Linked DNA regions of Mus musculus: regions 2, 3 and 4 are each linked to region 1. The links are chromatin contacts, called in public HiChIP or PLAC-seq maps. All regions are on one chromosome and are shown on one strand. Each heading gives the region's core, a stretch centred on a gene start, on an enhancer-like site or on the middle of the called end of the contact. The rest is flanking DNA. Distances are from core to core; before and after follow the strand shown. Region 1 has its middle 18 kb from the start of Gm30173. Region 2 overlaps Gm30351 (a long non-coding RNA gene). Region 3 has its middle 42 kb from the start of Gm30292. Region 4 overlaps Gm30292 (predicted gene, 30292).

What was found. HiChIP or PLAC-seq counts read pairs in DNA pulled down with a chosen protein or histone mark.
Region 2: a BATF HiChIP or PLAC-seq map of CD8 T cells shows a contact between it and region 1, with 6 read pairs. The contact joins two enhancer-like sites. A contact is called at or near these places in 1 of 484 Hi-C or Micro-C datasets (cortical neurons), 3 of 115 datasets of contacts at active chromatin or transcription factors (CD8 T cells, T-cell acute lymphoblastic leukemia and embryonic stem cells) and 1 of 9 other capture datasets (embryonic stem cells).
Region 3: a BATF HiChIP or PLAC-seq map of CD8 T cells shows a contact between it and region 1, with 10 read pairs. The contact joins two enhancer-like sites. A contact is called at or near these places in 1 of 15 datasets of contacts at CTCF or cohesin (large pre-B cells), 2 of 484 Hi-C or Micro-C datasets (CD4 T cells and Th1 cells), 2 of 115 datasets of contacts at active chromatin or transcription factors (CD8 T cells and large pre-B cells) and 1 of 9 other capture datasets (embryonic stem cells).
Region 4: a CTCF HiChIP or PLAC-seq map of CD8 T cells shows a contact between it and region 1, with 7 read pairs. The contact joins two enhancer-like sites. A contact is called at or near these places in 1 of 15 datasets of contacts at CTCF or cohesin (CD8 T cells), 1 of 484 Hi-C or Micro-C datasets (nephron progenitors) and 2 of 115 datasets of contacts at active chromatin or transcription factors (CD8 T cells and fibro-adipogenic progenitors).

What each region holds. Positions count from the first base shown.
Region 1 is chr3:52,497,056-52,501,074 of GRCm38.p6, reverse strand. No RefSeq gene overlaps it. Among named protein-coding and RNA genes, the nearest start is that of Gm30173, 18 kb to the left of the region's middle. Within about 2 kb of position 2,049, at least 34 of the 459 cell types and tissues checked have an H3K27ac peak or open chromatin away from gene starts, as enhancers often do. A contact at or near this core is called in CD8 T cells and Th1 cells, where this site is marked.
Region 2 is chr3:52,953,078-52,957,096 of GRCm38.p6, reverse strand. Gm30351 (a long non-coding RNA gene) reads right to left here. Exons shown (of 5, transcript XR_375652.4): 5 at 2,598-3,165. Gm30402 (a long non-coding RNA gene) reads left to right here. Exons shown (of 3, transcript XR_867282.1): 2 at 1-758; 3 at 892-921. Among named protein-coding and RNA genes, the nearest start is that of Gm30402, 2.8 kb to the left of the region's middle. Within about 2 kb of position 2,351, at least 40 of the 459 cell types and tissues checked have an H3K27ac peak or open chromatin away from gene starts, as enhancers often do. A contact at or near this core is called in CD8 T cells, where this site is marked.
Region 3 is chr3:52,838,056-52,842,074 of GRCm38.p6, reverse strand. No RefSeq gene overlaps it. Among named protein-coding and RNA genes, the nearest start is that of Gm30292, 42 kb to the right of the region's middle. Within about 2 kb of position 1,709, at least 56 of the 459 cell types and tissues checked have an H3K27ac peak or open chromatin away from gene starts, as enhancers often do. A contact at or near this core is called in CD8 T cells and Th1 cells, where this site is marked.
Region 4 is chr3:52,789,125-52,793,143 of GRCm38.p6, reverse strand. Gm30292 (predicted gene, 30292) reads left to right here. Exons shown (of 5, transcript NR_166453.1): 3 at 1,001-1,093; 4 at 1,220-1,368; 5 at 1,775-4,019. Among named protein-coding and RNA genes, the nearest start is that of Gm30292, 6.6 kb to the left of the region's middle. Within about 2 kb of position 2,038, at least 15 of the 459 cell types and tissues checked have an H3K27ac peak or open chromatin away from gene starts, as enhancers often do. A contact at or near this core is called in CD8 T cells, where this site is marked.

The sequences.
Region 1 (4,019 bases), core at 800-3,299:
TGGCTCCACTGCTGAGAGAACTGTTTGCTCTTGCAAGGAGGGATCTGGGTTTGGTTTTCAGCATCCTAAGAGTGATTCACAATCATTTATCATTCCAAAGGGATCTAAGGCCTTCTTCTGCCCCTCACTGCACCTGGCACACATGTGATACCCATACATGCAGGTCAAACATCATATACAATGTGTGTGTGTGTATGTGTGTGTGTGTGTATTTGAGACTCTGTGTAGCCCTTGCTGTATAGCACTGAATGATCAGTGTTTATATAGATCAGGCTGGCCTCGAACTCACAAAGTTGTCACTGCCTTTGCCTGCTGAGTTCTTGGATTAGAGTTATGCACCACCACACCTGGCTAGAGTAAATAAATCTTTTTTTTAAAAAAAAACTGCTTTAAGGTAAAAAGTTTGATACTTCCCTGCTGTGTTCAGAGCACAGTACTGGGTGAAGGATGGAAAAGACATGAGGTCAGGTGCTTGCTATGTGTCTAAGAGTAAAGGCTGCCAAAAACTTAGTAATCAAGATGAGTACTATTTTAGTACAATATTCCTTTAAAATCACAACTAAAGTAAAAAGTCACAATGAATATAACACCAGTAATATATATGAAGACAGGATTAATGTGAGTAAGACTCTCCCCTTTGCCTTGGCTCTCCTGTGGCTCAGCACACAGCACTCATCGACCGTGTTGAGTTTTCATTTGGGGGCCTCTTTGTGCTTGGTTACAGGCTCATTTCTCTCTAGCCCATTCCTGAGTTAGAAAGGGGGGGGGGCGCTGTGTCTGTGAACTCAGACTTCCCCTAGCATACACCTCCCCTCCAGAGCTGCAGGAACTCTCGTCTGCCATCTTGTGTACAGTCACTTCCTCCAGTATGCTGTCCTCTACCCTGAACCCCCATGGCCTCATCTGAGCTGAGCGGTAGGGGTGTAACACAGTGTGGCTCTTGGGGGAGCCCAGGGGTATGAAGGGAGCTTAGGATTTCAACGTGTTCACCCCACAGGAAGCTCCTCCACCATGATTACCAAAGCAGACCAGGATACTGCAAGGAGCTGAAAACCATGGACGCTGGGCTCCAGTGCCCAGGTGACAAGAAAAAAGAACCCAGAGACTCTGGCTGTGCCTGAGTAAATGGTGCCCTTGGCTTTCCTGGTCAGAGTGGCCAACGGCTACTGAGATTCTCCTCAGCCCACACATGGACAGGAGAATCCTGGCTGTAGAACCTAGAAGCCTTGAGGTCTTGGAAACTTTACACAATCACTTTAAGCCTCTTTCTCTACTATACAGTGGATCTACTAATCCTACCTGCCCCAAAGGGCCCTAGGGGATGAGAGTTACTGCCAGGTATGACACACTGTGTAGGGATTTGTTAATCTCTTTAACACAGGATCTCAACATGTGGCCCAGGTTAGCCTCCAACTGGAAGCCATAGGCATCTCAGAAGGGCAGTCTTCAAATGAAGTGAGGCTGGCATAAACAGCAGGCCTGCCAGGCCAGGATGGGTCAGAGGGTCAGGCCAGGATGGGTTGGATGGCCAGGCCAGAACAGGTTGAACAGTGTCACACCAACTGCAGGATTTGGTGTCAGATCCCCATCCCTGGGCACCTTCCATCTGGGCAGTTAGTAACAGCAAAGTCTAATTCCTGTAATTAGACCAGAGAGAGGTCTGCTGCTCTCAGGAGACCCAGGACCAAAGCTGGATGTGCAGAGATGCCGTGGTGTGAGTGTAGAAAGCAGGGGACAACTGTTGAGAGTTGTTTCTCTCTTTCCAACATGTAAGTCAGGTTATCAGGCTTGGAGGCAGGCCTCCTCAAACACTGAGTTGTCTCTCTGGCCTTGCTTCTTAAAGATTTTCAAAAACATTTTGTTGTTATTGCACAACAGTTTTACATGCAGCAGGTTCTATAGCACCCTAGGCCCCATCTTACCCATCTCAGGGGTTGAAACTGAAGGTCCCCGTGCATTTCTAAATGTCCGTGGTGGGTATCACGCTCACTAAGAACCCAACCCATTAAGCAATGCCACAGGAAGTGGGCGGCTGTTGATGTCACCTGTGATTACACACTTGGGCCTGACCTCTTCAAACCACAGTGGAGACACCAGACCACAGCCGAGGTAGCTGTCATCTTATGCATCATCATGATCAGGGCTCTTGGTTTCTTTAGGCCTCAGTTTACCCTCAGTGAAACAAGAGTGGTAATCCTCACGTATTCCACGAGGCTTTTGTGGGAACCGAATGAGGTACTGCAGAGAGGGTGATGGGTAACTGCACGCGTCATTCCTCATACTGCTCCCTGTGTGGTGCCGAGACACTTATTTCAGCCTTTAGAAAGACTTACCATGGAAACAAAATAAGAAAAGCAGAAAGCCCTGTCATAATGCTTCCCCTGAAACACTGCTTCTATTCACATCCCTGTACATGCAGCCTCGTGGTGACGGTGTTTGTACTCTGTTCACACTGAAACGCCTACTTGGATTTTCTTAGTTGTCAAGGTGACTGGCCAGCTTCAGCCTGTAGAGGAGGTTCAACCAGGAGTCTCGTAACTGAGGGGGGGAAAAAATCACTTAATGGACCCCACATGCTTTTCCTCTTATGCAAACAGTGCTCAAAACTGAAAGTATGTCATGCATTACATTATGAATAGTCACCTCGCCCAACACCATACCTGTGCCAGGTCCAGATGTTACCACCCTGACAATTCTACGTTCTTTTCAACGTTCTGATAGATTGGGACTGGGATGGTTAGTCTTGATTTTCAACTTGATAAGATTTGTAGTTACCTAAGAAACACAGTTCTGAGTGTGCCTTTAAGGGAACCTCTTGAGACATTTGACTGAGAATGGAGATCTACCTCGGTTGGGCAATGAGATCCTGAACTGAATTATAAAGGAAAAGGAAGGCAGTCCTGAGTGTCGGTTGACACTCGTCTTCCTCTGCTTTGTGCCCAGGGACACAGTGTGAGCAACCGCCTCATATTCCTGCTGCCATGGTTCCCCACCATGATAGGCCGTATCCCCTAAAACTGTGAAGCCCGTCCTTCCTGGAGCTGCACTGTCAGAGATTTTAGCTTAGGCCTGAGAAATGACGCAGTTACAAGGACCCAGTTAATAAAGAAAGATTGTGATTCGTGTGGAAGAGAAGAGTCAAGATGCTACCGTTTGGCCCTCTTTGCCTCCTAGGTCACTTGAGTCCACGAAAGAGGGGGTGGGAACTATATTTTTCAGGGTAAATGAAGTAGAAACCCATTCCAACCTCACTGCAGAGCAGAGGCGATGTTTCCAGAAGGCCTGGGTCTTTGTGAGTGGTTGGAAGGGATTTCTTTCTTTCTTTCTCTTTTCTCCAGTCCTCATTCCTATGGACACACTAACCTGAAACCAGTCTTCCTAATGTTCCAGGAGGAGGCAACCGTGTAAGCATTTGACAAAATATAACCCCACTAACCCTCACAGCCCAACTCCTACCTTGGCAATGTATCTAGTTTGGGCTAAATAAAATGTATGGTTCAAAGAAAAAAACCGCACAAAATGGTATTGCCAGGTATTTATATCAGTGGCAATATATCAGATATATCTTCAAGTTCAAGATTCCATTTCTCTATACATACACTCAGACGGACCGGAGATGGAAAGGGTGCTGAGCTGAGCTTTCTTTCTACTTCAGAAAGAAAAATCATAGATAGATAGATAGATAGATAGATAGATAGATAGATAGATAGATAGATAGATAATTTTTAAAAAAAAGAACTAAAACTCACTCTCAAGATCATCAGACTCAAATGAAGAAAACAGCAAAAACCAAAAGGAAAGCCCAGTGCAGCTTCCCCCTCACACACTGAAGGCTCGGGAAAGGCAGATACTTAACAGGATGGCTGAGCCTCCCTAGGGCAGTCAGGATCTTGCCATTTCACTCTCTGACCTGAGGGCCTCCCACAGCTGCCTTTATCCTGCTTCACGTACCTAAGTCCTTTGCCACAGGAAAATGAGACCAAAGGCCACAAGCAAACTGCCGATAGTGGCTGCAGGAG
Region 2 (4,019 bases), core at 1,102-3,601, 460 kb before region 1:
TTCAGCAGGGTGCGCACAGGGAATTCCTCATCTAGAACAAGGAGGCCATTTAGTGAGTTGGAATTAGTGGAAGGTGTTAGTCTCTTGGAAGCCAATGCCTGGATACCCTCGGGGAGATTTCCAAACCCTTATTCCCTTAGGATCAAAGTTAAGAAAACCTGTTTGGATGAAGATAAGGTTCTTAGTGAAGACCAAGAGATACAAGGGACGATTGGAGGGCTACCCAAATAAGTTCTTTAAGAGGACAGAACTGGGGTCTCAAAATTGGCCCCACCACCACGGGCATCTGCTGAGGCAGGTGGCTCGGGAGCCCCCAGTGTTTAGGTTCCCCTTGAGGGCGCTCTGGTGTCTATAGATGTGCTTAAGAACAAGAGTTGTCTTCAACACGTAGAACTCTGGCCCATTCACTTGCAGGAACTCCGGAGTGAGCGTTGCCCGGTGGAGGAGTGAACTTGGTGCACTGCTCCGACCCAGCTGAGCTTGGAGGGAAGCCCAGCCTCAAGCTAGCGGCATTGCTCTTGACCAAGTGCAACCGCTTCAGCCTGTGACTCTGGTATGGGCATCTCTGAGCCGTGCTCCTTGATGAGAGCGTGGGTGCCACGCTGCAGCAATGAAGGTAACTGACTGACGGGCCCTTCTGAGGCTCGGCCCCAACAGCAAGGCTGGAAAGACTGTGTCTAGGAAACATCTGGGCGTTGTCAGGATATGCAGCGGCACTTACAAAAGAGAACAGAACAAAAGAGCGCATACACTTTTAGGTATTTCTACCAATCTTTTTATTTTTTTAGTTATTTGCTGTTTTTTAATAGAAGAGGAAATTTTAGCAGGACTAAGCTTCATGCAATATTTTCTTCCTTAGTTATTTAAACTTTTTTTTTTTTTAACTTACAGAAATCCTTCCAATTACAGATCAAAGCACACGAAAAGAAACACTTCTAGAATCAAAACCAGGGTTAAGGGTAGGTAGAGGACGAAGGACTCTGTGGTTTGTTCAGCCTAGAGGAATGAAGGAAATGATATTTCAAAGTGAAGACTGAAGGGCAGAGCTCATCACCGTGGGACATAAATATGATATATTGTACAGTGAGGAGGAGGAGGATGCTGAGGTCAGGATAGAGCCACGTTGTGCCTCAACCATATACATCTCCAGTCAGGAAATCCTGCTTCGTGACAGCAGGAAATTCAAGAGCACTGGGAGGTTCCAACCTCAGTCCCAACTTCTCTGTGGTGCGAAGGGGGGTTGGGGGGTGGTGGCTATCACGCTGGGCAAAGGAAGCTCTGTGTATTCCAGGGAGAAGAAGGGAGGAAATTAGTTACCCAAAACAACTAGGTTCAGAGGCTCTGCTGCAGGGAGAAAAGCCCCCACATCCCACGAGATTTCAGGAAGCCGGTCCAGCCCTACTTAGCAGCATGAATAGGCAGAGGAAAGAATGTGAAGGCAGATAAAGAGGGCTGCCACAGCCCCAGCTGGGCCTGTTTAAATAAGTCTGGCATCGAATGGAAGATGAACAGGGAGGACTGGGGAAAGGCATGTGGCTCTTCACAATAGTGCCCCCCCCTCCGAACCTCCCCGCCCCGCAGCATTTTTTCTGAGTGGGCAGGGAGTAAGGAGTTGGTCCAGGGGTTAGATGACCCCACCCCACTAGGATGGTGGATCGGATGACCCGTTCACGATGAACCTGTAGCCTTCAACTTTGTGATAGTGACATTTCAAACAGTGAAAGTGAGAGTGGTTTCTGAAAGTGCTCTCAGGAAGATCCACTCTCTGCCCTCTCTGCCCGCTGACTTAAGGACTCCACATTCTGGAGGTGACACTGAACTTGACACTCATGACTATGCTGTCCACTTGTTGTTGGAATCAAGCAGACGCTTTTACGAGTTGATACATTTCTATAATGCCTCTGTGGCAAACAGAAGACTGGTGGAAACCATCTCCCATTCATAATTTACCAACTGCATGTTCTGAAGAAACCATTGTATTTAGAAGGCACACAATGACTGCGACATTTAACGTTATTCATCATGATGCGCGAACCCCAACAGATCGTTTACTGGAAAGTATTTTGAGAAATTTACAGATGGGAAATGGCAGGCACCACAAGTCTGCTGGGTCTCTGCCCATTCTTTTCAAAGGTAGGAAATGTCCCTTTTCTTTGTGATATTGGCTCACCACTCTGTGAACCGGAGTGAGTAGACTGGGTCAAAGGTGAAGGGAGCGGAGCGAGCAAAAGTGTGTGGGTGATTACTGCACACGGGCCTCCTTCCAGGCAAGGTGGTCAGGTTGATCTCAGCACAGTACTCTCCCTCTCTCTGCCAAGAGGATGCGGTTAATTGGATTGGCAGATGTGGGAGGAACTGACGCTAGCAGATCATTTAACCAAATGCTTTAGTGTTTAACTGGATTCTCTATCAAGTGGTGTGCATCTACGCGTGCAGTCATTCTCACAACAAGCTTATAAGGGTTAGCCCATTTTACAGAAGAGAAACCTCCCAGCAATTTTGCTTTAGGACACAGAGGTATTAAGACACATAGTAAGATTTATAGCAAATGCCTGACTTAGTTCCCCCCTTTAGATTTTAAAATATATTTACTTAAGGTTATTCATCCATGGGCATATATTCATTTAAAGATGGGATTGGCAGTCCGTAGGTAAGCTTCCCGTGGAATTCCTTGTGTTGGGGAGGGAACTGGAGAGAAGGTGCATTTATGTGGACTCTTCTCAAAGTGCCACGCCCAGCGTTTTCTCCCACCGCAGTGGCTCTTCTAAAGACCATACAGATTGAAAATCCTACTGCTCCTTCTATCTTTACCTGGTCCCTTCAGATGGTCCTGGGTAAAACTTTATTTCAGCTCTCACTGTGAATACTCAGGATTGTGAACCCTTCAAAGCAGAAAATCCCACCATCAGGAAAATTATATTTGATGTTTGCTCCTGTTTGGACCACCCTGTGGCTGCCACTGCCTCTGCTGATGTCATCATCATCATCATCATCATCATCCTCTTGTGACCTGTGTAGGACCTGTGCTTCTGGAGCCATTCCAGAGATGGGAGGTGGTGATGACGATGTCTTGGAAACCTCTGGTCAGAAGCTTGGCTTTATATAGAGTGTGGCCAGATGGCTTTGTCATCTGCCTTATCCACAAGTCTCCATTTGATAGGAATTCTGTGAAGTATAAGCCAAAAGGAAATTCAGATTAACTCTGCAGATAGTCAACAGAGAGAGAGACAGACAGACAGGCAGACAGACAGAGACAGAGAGACAGAGAGAGAGACAGAGACAGACAGACACACACATAGAGGGAGAGACAGAGATAGACACACAGACTGAGAGACAGAGAGAAACAGACAGACAGACAGACAGACACAGGGGTAGGGAATGCAAGGATGCTGTGAAGGTTAAGAGAATGGACGTACACCTGGCACTGAACGGTGTCTGGCAGCATTACATGTCGGCTGTTATTGTCACTGATGTTTTAATGTGTTGCTTTCTGAAGATTTGGCTGTAAATAATTAAAGGACATGTGATCTAAAAAGATGTCTTAAAGTCCCATTTACTGAGCCATTTTTCTTTGTCATTCTTTTCTCTTACGTCCTTATTCTCTCCGTCCTTACAAAGGTAGTTTCTTCAGTCAGCAAAGATACTCTCATGCAGAGGACAAATAACGTGTCCACGCTTGGGGCCACTGATTTTAAAATGTGACATTATAAACCGGTAATGTTCACTATCAAATACTCAGGGATACCAGAGAATGAGTAGCAAAAGCCAGCCATTTGTAGTGATGCAGTTTTGAGGGGCAAAAATCAGAATGCCTTGAAGAAGTGAAGGTAGTCAGCGGGGCCTGTGAAATATCACCACGCAGATGCATTGTACGAACAGAACTGATAGAACACTGAGGTATTTCTGAGAACCACACAGTCTTTCTTGGCTCTAGGTGAGGTTAACTTGGGTGTGGGAGAAGTAAGCTCCCAGCAATATGACCGAGCCAACGCCAACACCACCCTGAGTGAGTGGCTTCT
Region 3 (4,019 bases), core at 460-2,959, 340 kb before region 1:
GGGGGTGGACCTAGGCTATGCACAAACATTAAGCTATTTTATATAAGAGTCTTCTTGCAGTGGGACTGTAGTGGTGCACTCCAGCGTTGAGGAGGCAGGTGGATCTCTAAGTTCAAGGCCAGCTTGGCCTCCAGAGTGAATTCAGGGCTATACAAAGAAACATTGTCTCAAAACCTCCCTTAAGAAATCTTCTTGTACAGAGTTTGGTACTGCCAGGGTTCCACTAAGATATGCTTATCCCATTCGAACATTACCGCAGATACCTAAATTGCTTAAGATAAAGTTTAAGTGCACAGCACATTCTGCCTCAAGATGCCACCATTTTCAGTGGCATAGATAGTTATATTCCAAAGCCATTGGTGCTGCACAAAGGCCTCTGAGAAGGACAGGGAGGTAGCAGGAAAGGGACAAAAAGACCAGACCCAAAAGGTCTGGGCAGGAAACTGTGGAGACCTGAGGGCTCATTAGGGAAGCTTTGAGCTTCTTCCAAGGTGAGGAGAAGCCTCCCAGAGCTGTGGTTAGCTGCCGACTGTTTCACAGGAGGGCTCTTTTGAAGCTTTCCAACAAACTGCTGGGAGCTGGCTTCCTCCTGCTTACACACTTTACTCTCTTCTTTATCGCCATACTTTGTATCGAATATCGCCACATTCCCAGGTGCATGGCACTTCCACCCAAGTCCCCATACCTCTCTTCTTCAAATGATTTAGTTACTGAAATCTGTGGTCCCATCTCCTTGGACTCATTAGGTAGCTTGATAATATTTTTACATGCAGGCCGGGAAGAAAAATAAAAACTTCTCAATTTTCAAATAATTTTTATTTATTATCAGACACAAAATAGTGTACTTTAGAATCCTAGGGTCTTTGGGGATTGGTAGCCAGAGTCTTGATTTTGTTATAAAGGATATTATGTATCAGTATTGGGTAATAGTGCAGCTTTCTTGACCAGTGAAGAGGAAAGAGGACAATTCCTTATTGCAGGAGGCTGTCTGAAGTACCAGAATGCTATACCAGAATTTTAAAAGGCACAGGGTAGGCATTTTAAGCACAGGGAAGCCCCTACCTCTCAAAATATAAAATAATGTTTTTAACCATAGTGGTAATTCCATATGATGGACTTTGTTAAACGTAAAACCACTAATATATATGAAAACACAATTTATCAAATTTTACCGACTAGTAAATTACAGGTTGTATTGACTCACTATTTGAAGCACTAATGGAATAAGGGAAGCTAAAAGCTGTCTTTTCATTGGCTGGGTGGCTGGTCTTCAACAGCTGGGCGACCAGTGTGGTAAACAGGAAGCCATCTCCATGGTAATGGGCAATTCAACTTAACTTTTTAACACGCTAAGAGGTAATTACTTTTTTTTTTTTTAATTTCCATTTTTAAAACGTTTGGAGTTCATGACAACAGTGAGGACCCGAGGGTCAGGCATTTCCTGGTCGTTAGTGAAGCTGACTTTAGCTGACTTTAGGTCACTAAGAATTAAACGTTGTGACCCCCCTCCCCTTTTTTTTAATGAAAAGTGAACTGTGATTTTTTTTTTTTCTCTTTCTCTCCTCTTCCTGAAGTCTGCAACACAAATAAATGACAGAATTTTATGCTCACACACATGGTGTTTTGATTTCCTGCAGATGATAAGATCAGGGTGGAGGACCGATAACCACAGGGTGTAGGAGGGTGGGGCTCAGGCAGGCCCACATTAAAGCCACAGGTGGGTCCCTGACAGATGAGAAGATGAACCAGGGCTGAAGAGGCCAGCCAAGACGGTGAGTTCTGCTGAGACAACCTGGAAGGAGAAGATGGGCGGTCTCAGGGCAGAGGAGAATTCTGTTGGAGGCCGAGCTCTGCCAGGGACTTCTAGAATACACTACAGAGCCTGTATCCTAGGCAGCTGCCTGGGTGTGGTCCCCCTCTAACACCCACATTTTCTCTTCCCTACCTTAATAATCTATGCACTTCAAAATTCCAGGCAAGTCTGCATTCATAGGCTGTCTTGAGAACAAGAAATAAGAACAAATGAAGTCAGTGTCCACAGTAGCAAACCACAGTCCAGCTCTCTGCAGGCAGCGCTTGCTCTTCAACAGCCTGTCGCTGTCAAAGGTAGCTAGAGTCTGCCTAGCGTTGAGTCTCCGCAACACTGTAGCAACCCTCTTCGCCTTTCCCACGCTACAGCCTGCTCCCATTAGCCATCAGTGAGTGTACAGCCAAGCAGAGAAGACAGATGAGACTCTCCAGCAGCCTAGGGCAAAGTCTTGGGAAGTCCCCAGGTCCAAGAGTTGGATGGACCCAGAGAAGCTTCAGGGTGCAACAAGTGCATTTCTACTGACTATAGTCTTTCCTGGTCCAGAACCCATGTCCAAAAGGTTCTGGCAACACAGGAAGGAGAAGAAAGATTCTGATAAAAATGAGTTGCCCACAGGGTATACACAGAAGTCTCGGGGGTCGTTGATGCTTTTCCGGGAGCCATCTGATGACTACAGCTTCAGACAAGAGTGCTGTCCATTCTTATAGTCAGTATTTAAATATTCAGTACTTTAAACAGAAATACTTCTATTGATTTTATTTTGAGCTATTTTATGATTTTATTTTTGAGACAATGTATCACTCACTCTGTAGCCCAGGCTGCCCTTAAGCTTTCAGTCTTTCTGTCCCAGCTGCCAGAACACTGGGATTACAGGTTTTCCTTAAACCCAATTAGCGCGCAGAAGTCCTGGATGCTGGAGGGAGGATGGATGCCATGACAGAATGTCTCAGGAGCTAGGCTAGCCTGCAGGGATGTAGACTGCTTCCACAGGCTCAAAATGATTCTACCTCCGTTTCTGCAAGAGTTTTGTGACCACGGACCCCGTTGATCATGTGCACACAGATGCCTTAAAGCTGTTCAGACCAGGATCTTATTCAAATCTGATATTAGAAGCTGTTCTTTCTTAGCCCCACCCCCATCATCAATCAGTTCATCTGTACATAGCTGGGTCTACGTTCCTGTCAGGACCAGTCCCATGACTGTGTGCTCCTGGCTGGGATAAGACTTCTCCTGCCTCACAGTGAATCCGTTTAATGCAGGACATAGTCCATGCTGCCTTGCTTTCAGATACTATTTTCATATCATACATAGGGTGTGCTCTGTATGTGTAAAGCGTACACAGGGCCAGGATTTCTGCTTGCCTCTTGTTCCTTGAGCAGTTTAAAGTTTGTTCACTTTCTCCTGACTCTCATTCCTCTCAGGAAATCCATTTCCAGGGGCAGGCTCTAAGAGCATCACTCTCATTGCTTTTACTTACTCTATTAGGCCATGCTTCCTACATCAAAACTCTTGCAAAGTCACCACTGTCACTCCAGAAAGTCCCCTTTCAGTATAGAAAGGGGAATCTGTCCTCTTTTCTCAAGGAATTTCAGTAGCTGGCCTTGACTTGTGAAACACCACTTTGACAGGGCTGGTGACCCCTGCTCTGGGAGTGTGCAGGGGAATTTATGGACTGCTTGGAGAACAAATATTACTGTGGGGTTGAACCAGGAAGACTTCCCCAAGCCCGACCCAGTTAGAATGCTAGAGGCTGAGCCACCCAAGAGAGGGAAAGGAGACACTGGAGGAACAGCCAGCCAGTGCAGGGATGGATAGAGAATAAAATCAGTGACCACTGCACGGCCTACTGCATCTGTCTCCAACAGGCCAGGGTGAAGCAAAGAAGACAGGACAGACAGACATCAAGTGCTCACCCCTGACTTTATCAAATGTGCTCTTTAGAAAGAAGACTATCAGCTCACGTCCGCCTCGTGTGTCTGTTCACGGGCTTGGCTGACTTAGCCGTTGATGTGCTCAGCATAAGTAATAACCGACCTCCCATATAAAACTGAACGAGATGCCGCTGTTGTATGCAGCCGATGTGGACAGCATAGTGAACGCGGAGCCTTCGGGAAAGCTACGAGTAAACTGATAAGCTTGAGAACCACTTGCTGGCAGAGAACATCTTTTCCATGTCTGTTTTGCACAATGCCATGAGCATGGAGTCTGA
Region 4 (4,019 bases), core at 789-3,288, 290 kb before region 1:
AAAGTGCATACTTTCGGGATGATGGAAGAATATTTCAACATTAATTTTTAAAAGTCCTTTTTATTGGTGAAAAAGCACCAGGCTCACCCAGACCGAGCTGGACCACCACTATTTGATCTGGACCAAAAAAGTCCTCAAGGGACCAGGCCCCTCCCTGGCAGACCTGTCTGCACTTTGGAGGAGACATGGTGTCTTGTGAGATGGTATGGAGTGAGCCACAAATCAACTAGATTTTCTGCCTGGTTTCACCGTACATCATCTGGCACTTTTCATTGCCCCTTTCTGAAGACCACAGAGCATTCTCAGAGCATCCTCAGCCAGGCAACTCAAGGAATATTTGATGTCTCAAAGCCTGAGTTGGGAGCCAGCAACTCTGGTTTCAAGTAGCCTTTGTCAACTTATTGACAACTCTTTGCCTTCATTTTCCCATCCGTGAAACACGTTTGCTCTTTTGGCTAAATTTAAAATGTGGAGAGGGGAAAAAAAAATCTACTATACCTATGCACGATGTAAACTCTTTCATATCTGGACGGTTGTTTTGCAGGCTGCTTTAGATGTGCCTATCTTGCATAAAATGCCTTGCAGGAAACTGCCAACAGTGCTCTCAACCCTCACAACGCCCCCCACCCCCACCCCCGCCCCAGCAAACTGGTCATTGCACGTGATGTTAGTTAGCTTTACAGAGGTAGACAAGGGGAGCCGATCTCAAACTGAGCTGAATTTATTAGTACTTTCTCTTCCAAAGGAAACCTCTTGGGAGCTTGGGACTAGGCAGCTGGCCTGTCAGTGTCCTGGAGAATCAGGGACAACCTGCAAAGATGACAAAATCAAAGACTGCAGGGGGTTTCTGCTGGTGCCAGCCCATATGCTAATTTCTCATTCTGACCTGTCCACACCCTGACATCCCCCCCCCCTCGAATTCCGAGAGAAAAATCTCAAATTCTTTCAACAGATCCCATTTTTTAGTGTGTGCTGGTTGGAATGAGTCTCTGTTCTTTAGAAGCAAATGAAACTCCAAGCTTGAAATTATACCCTCGGAGTCACCTGTTTGGGAAAAGCTATCACTGCTGAAGATATGAAAGGATTTGTAAAGGTGTGTGGGGGAGGGGGAGGTGTGGGTGTGTGAGTGGGTGTGGGTGGGATAAGTGTGTTTCTGTGAAGGCCAGAGGTTGAGATTAGGCATCATCTTCAGTTGCTTGCCATCTTATTTTTGTGACAGGTCTCTCACTGACCCTGGAACTTCCCATGTGGTTAGAGTGTCTGGACAGCAAACTCCAGGGATCCACCATCTCCCCAGAGATGGGGTTACAGACCAGTCTGTCTTCTACTTAAATTCAGGGATTTGAACTCAGCTTCTTAAGCTTGCAGGTCCGTATCAACATGTCAGCACCTTTGCTCTTGAGAGTTCTTATATATTAAGGTTTAGTCAATTTGGAAAATTTGCCCTAATGTGTAATTGAGCAGAAATTCTGAATAAGAATTTAAGACTCAGTTTTTACTACATCTTTAAATTTTTTTTGGGGGGGGGGCGGGTGTGGTAGTGCACACCTTTAATCCCAGCACTCGGGAGGCAGAGGCAGGTGGATTTCTGAGTTCAAGGCCAGCCTGGTCTACAAAGTGAGTTCCAGGACAGCCAGGGCTATACAGAGAAACCCTGTCTCGAAAAACCAGATTTTTTTTTTTTTTACCAGAACCCTGGATGATGACCCATTTTTTATCACTCAGAGGCTAAACTGAGCACTGAGTCCTTGACTCAAAATTTGTGTGTACACAGGTGTGACTCTGGCTTTGGTCATGGTGACTCCATGCTCATGTATGACATGCCATTTGCCTTACCAATGGCCCATCCAGACTGTGATGTCAAACAGGCCAGAAGAATCAGAAACCGAGACCTGAACATCACAGGCCAGCCTTCCCTGGAGTGTGAGAAGCCAGGTTATTGCTGTTCACAGGAAATTTGAGTGAATCATGACTATTTCTGTCAGCCTGAGGTTGAAAGTGAAACCGTATCCAGCCATCAAGGTTTGCTCAACTGGAGGCTGCTGATGGTAGAAAACCAAGTACAGACTTTACTCATAGGTAGTCCTAGACCTGTAGGTGGTACCTGGCTCATCACCTCATCAAAGGCCTCCTACTTCTCTCTGTCTCACACACACACACATACACACACACACACACACACACACATACACACACACACACTCACACTCACGCATGCGTGCACATGTTCTCACGAGTGCGTGTTGTCTATGAAGCCAAGTCAAGTACACAGTTTCAAAAAGAATTGGCCTTGTGGCCACATTTGTACAAGCTACATGTCCTTGTACATATTATTAGTGTCTCCGATCTTCACTTTCCCCGACTTTGAAATATGGATATTAGCCATCACAGTGACCCACAAGTTGAAAGACAGAAACCACATGATCATCTCATTAGATGCAGAGCAGACATTCAACCAAATCCAAAACCCCTTCATGATTAAAGTCTTGGAGAGATCAGGAATGCAAGAGACACCAAAACAAAATAAACTGTTGGCAGTGAGCTCACAGCCAACATCTGCTTAAATGGAGAGGAACTCAAAGCAATTCCATTAACATCAGGAACAAAAGAAGGTTGTCCATTCTCCCCACACCTATTCAATATAGTGCTCTAAGTCTCAGCTAGACACTAAGACAACTGAAGGAGATTAAGATGATACAAGTTGGAAAGGAAGACATCCGAAGAATCTTTATTTGCCCATGAATCATTAATATACATAAGTGTCCCTAACAATTCCACCTGGAAACTCCCACATCTGATAAACAGCAAAGGAGCTGGATTCAGAATTGAGTCCCCCAAATCAGTGGCCCCCCTAAATACAAATGACAAACGGACTGAGAAAAAACCTCAGGGAAACAACACCTCTCACAATAGCATCAAATAATACAAAATATCTTGAGGTGACTCTAGCCAAGCAAGCGATGGACCTGTACGATAAAAACCTCAAGACATTGAAGAAGATGGAAGAATCTCCCATGCTCGGGGCTCAGTAGGTTTAATATAGTAAAAATGGCCATCCCGACAAAAGCAGATTCAGTTCAATCCCCATCAAAATTCCAACACAATTTTTCATGGATCATGAAAGAACAACTTTCAGCTTCATCTGAAAACAAAACAAATACAACAGCTCAAAGAATCCTGAATAATGAAAGAACTGTAGGAGGCATCATCATCTCCGATTTCAAGTTGTACTACAGATCTGAAGTAATAAGTCGAGCATAGTAATGGCAAAAAAACAGACATTGATTAGGGGAGTTGAAGACTAAGACATTAATCCACACCTACTGACATCTGGTTTTTGTTGTTGCTGTGTTTGTTTGCTTGTTTGTTTGTTCTAAAGAAGCCAGAAATACACCCTGGGAAAAGGGCAGCTTCTTCAACAAATGGTGCTGGTCAAATTGGTGGCTGCCTGTAGAACAAATAAACCCACACTTATCATCCTGAACAAAACTCAGTTCCAAATGGATCAAAGACTTCCACATAAAAGCAGATACACTGAGCCTGGTAGAAAAAGAAGTGGGGAATAGCTTTGAACACAGAAAAAGACTTTCTGAACAGAACATCAATAACCTAGCCACTAAGATCAACAGTAAGTGGGACCTCTAGAAACTGAGAAACTTCTGCATGGCAAAGGACAGCACCACTCAGGCAAAGCTGCAGCCTGCAGAATGGGAAAACATTTTGACCAACTCGACACTCAGTAGAGGCCTACTATCCATGCACAGGTCCTGCTTGGGTCTGCACCAAGTTCTCTGCATATATATTATAGCTTCCAGCTTAGTGTTTTTATGGGATGTTTGAGTATGCAAACAAGTAGGTCTCTCATTCTTCTGTCTTCTCATGGAGTATTTCCTTCTGTTGTCAGTTGTTTTGTTTTGTCCAATTCCCATGTACTAGTTTTTGTTTACTCATATCATATTATATTATTATATTATAATCCCTTAGAAACCTGCTAACTTCTAATGAGATACAGAAAAGGA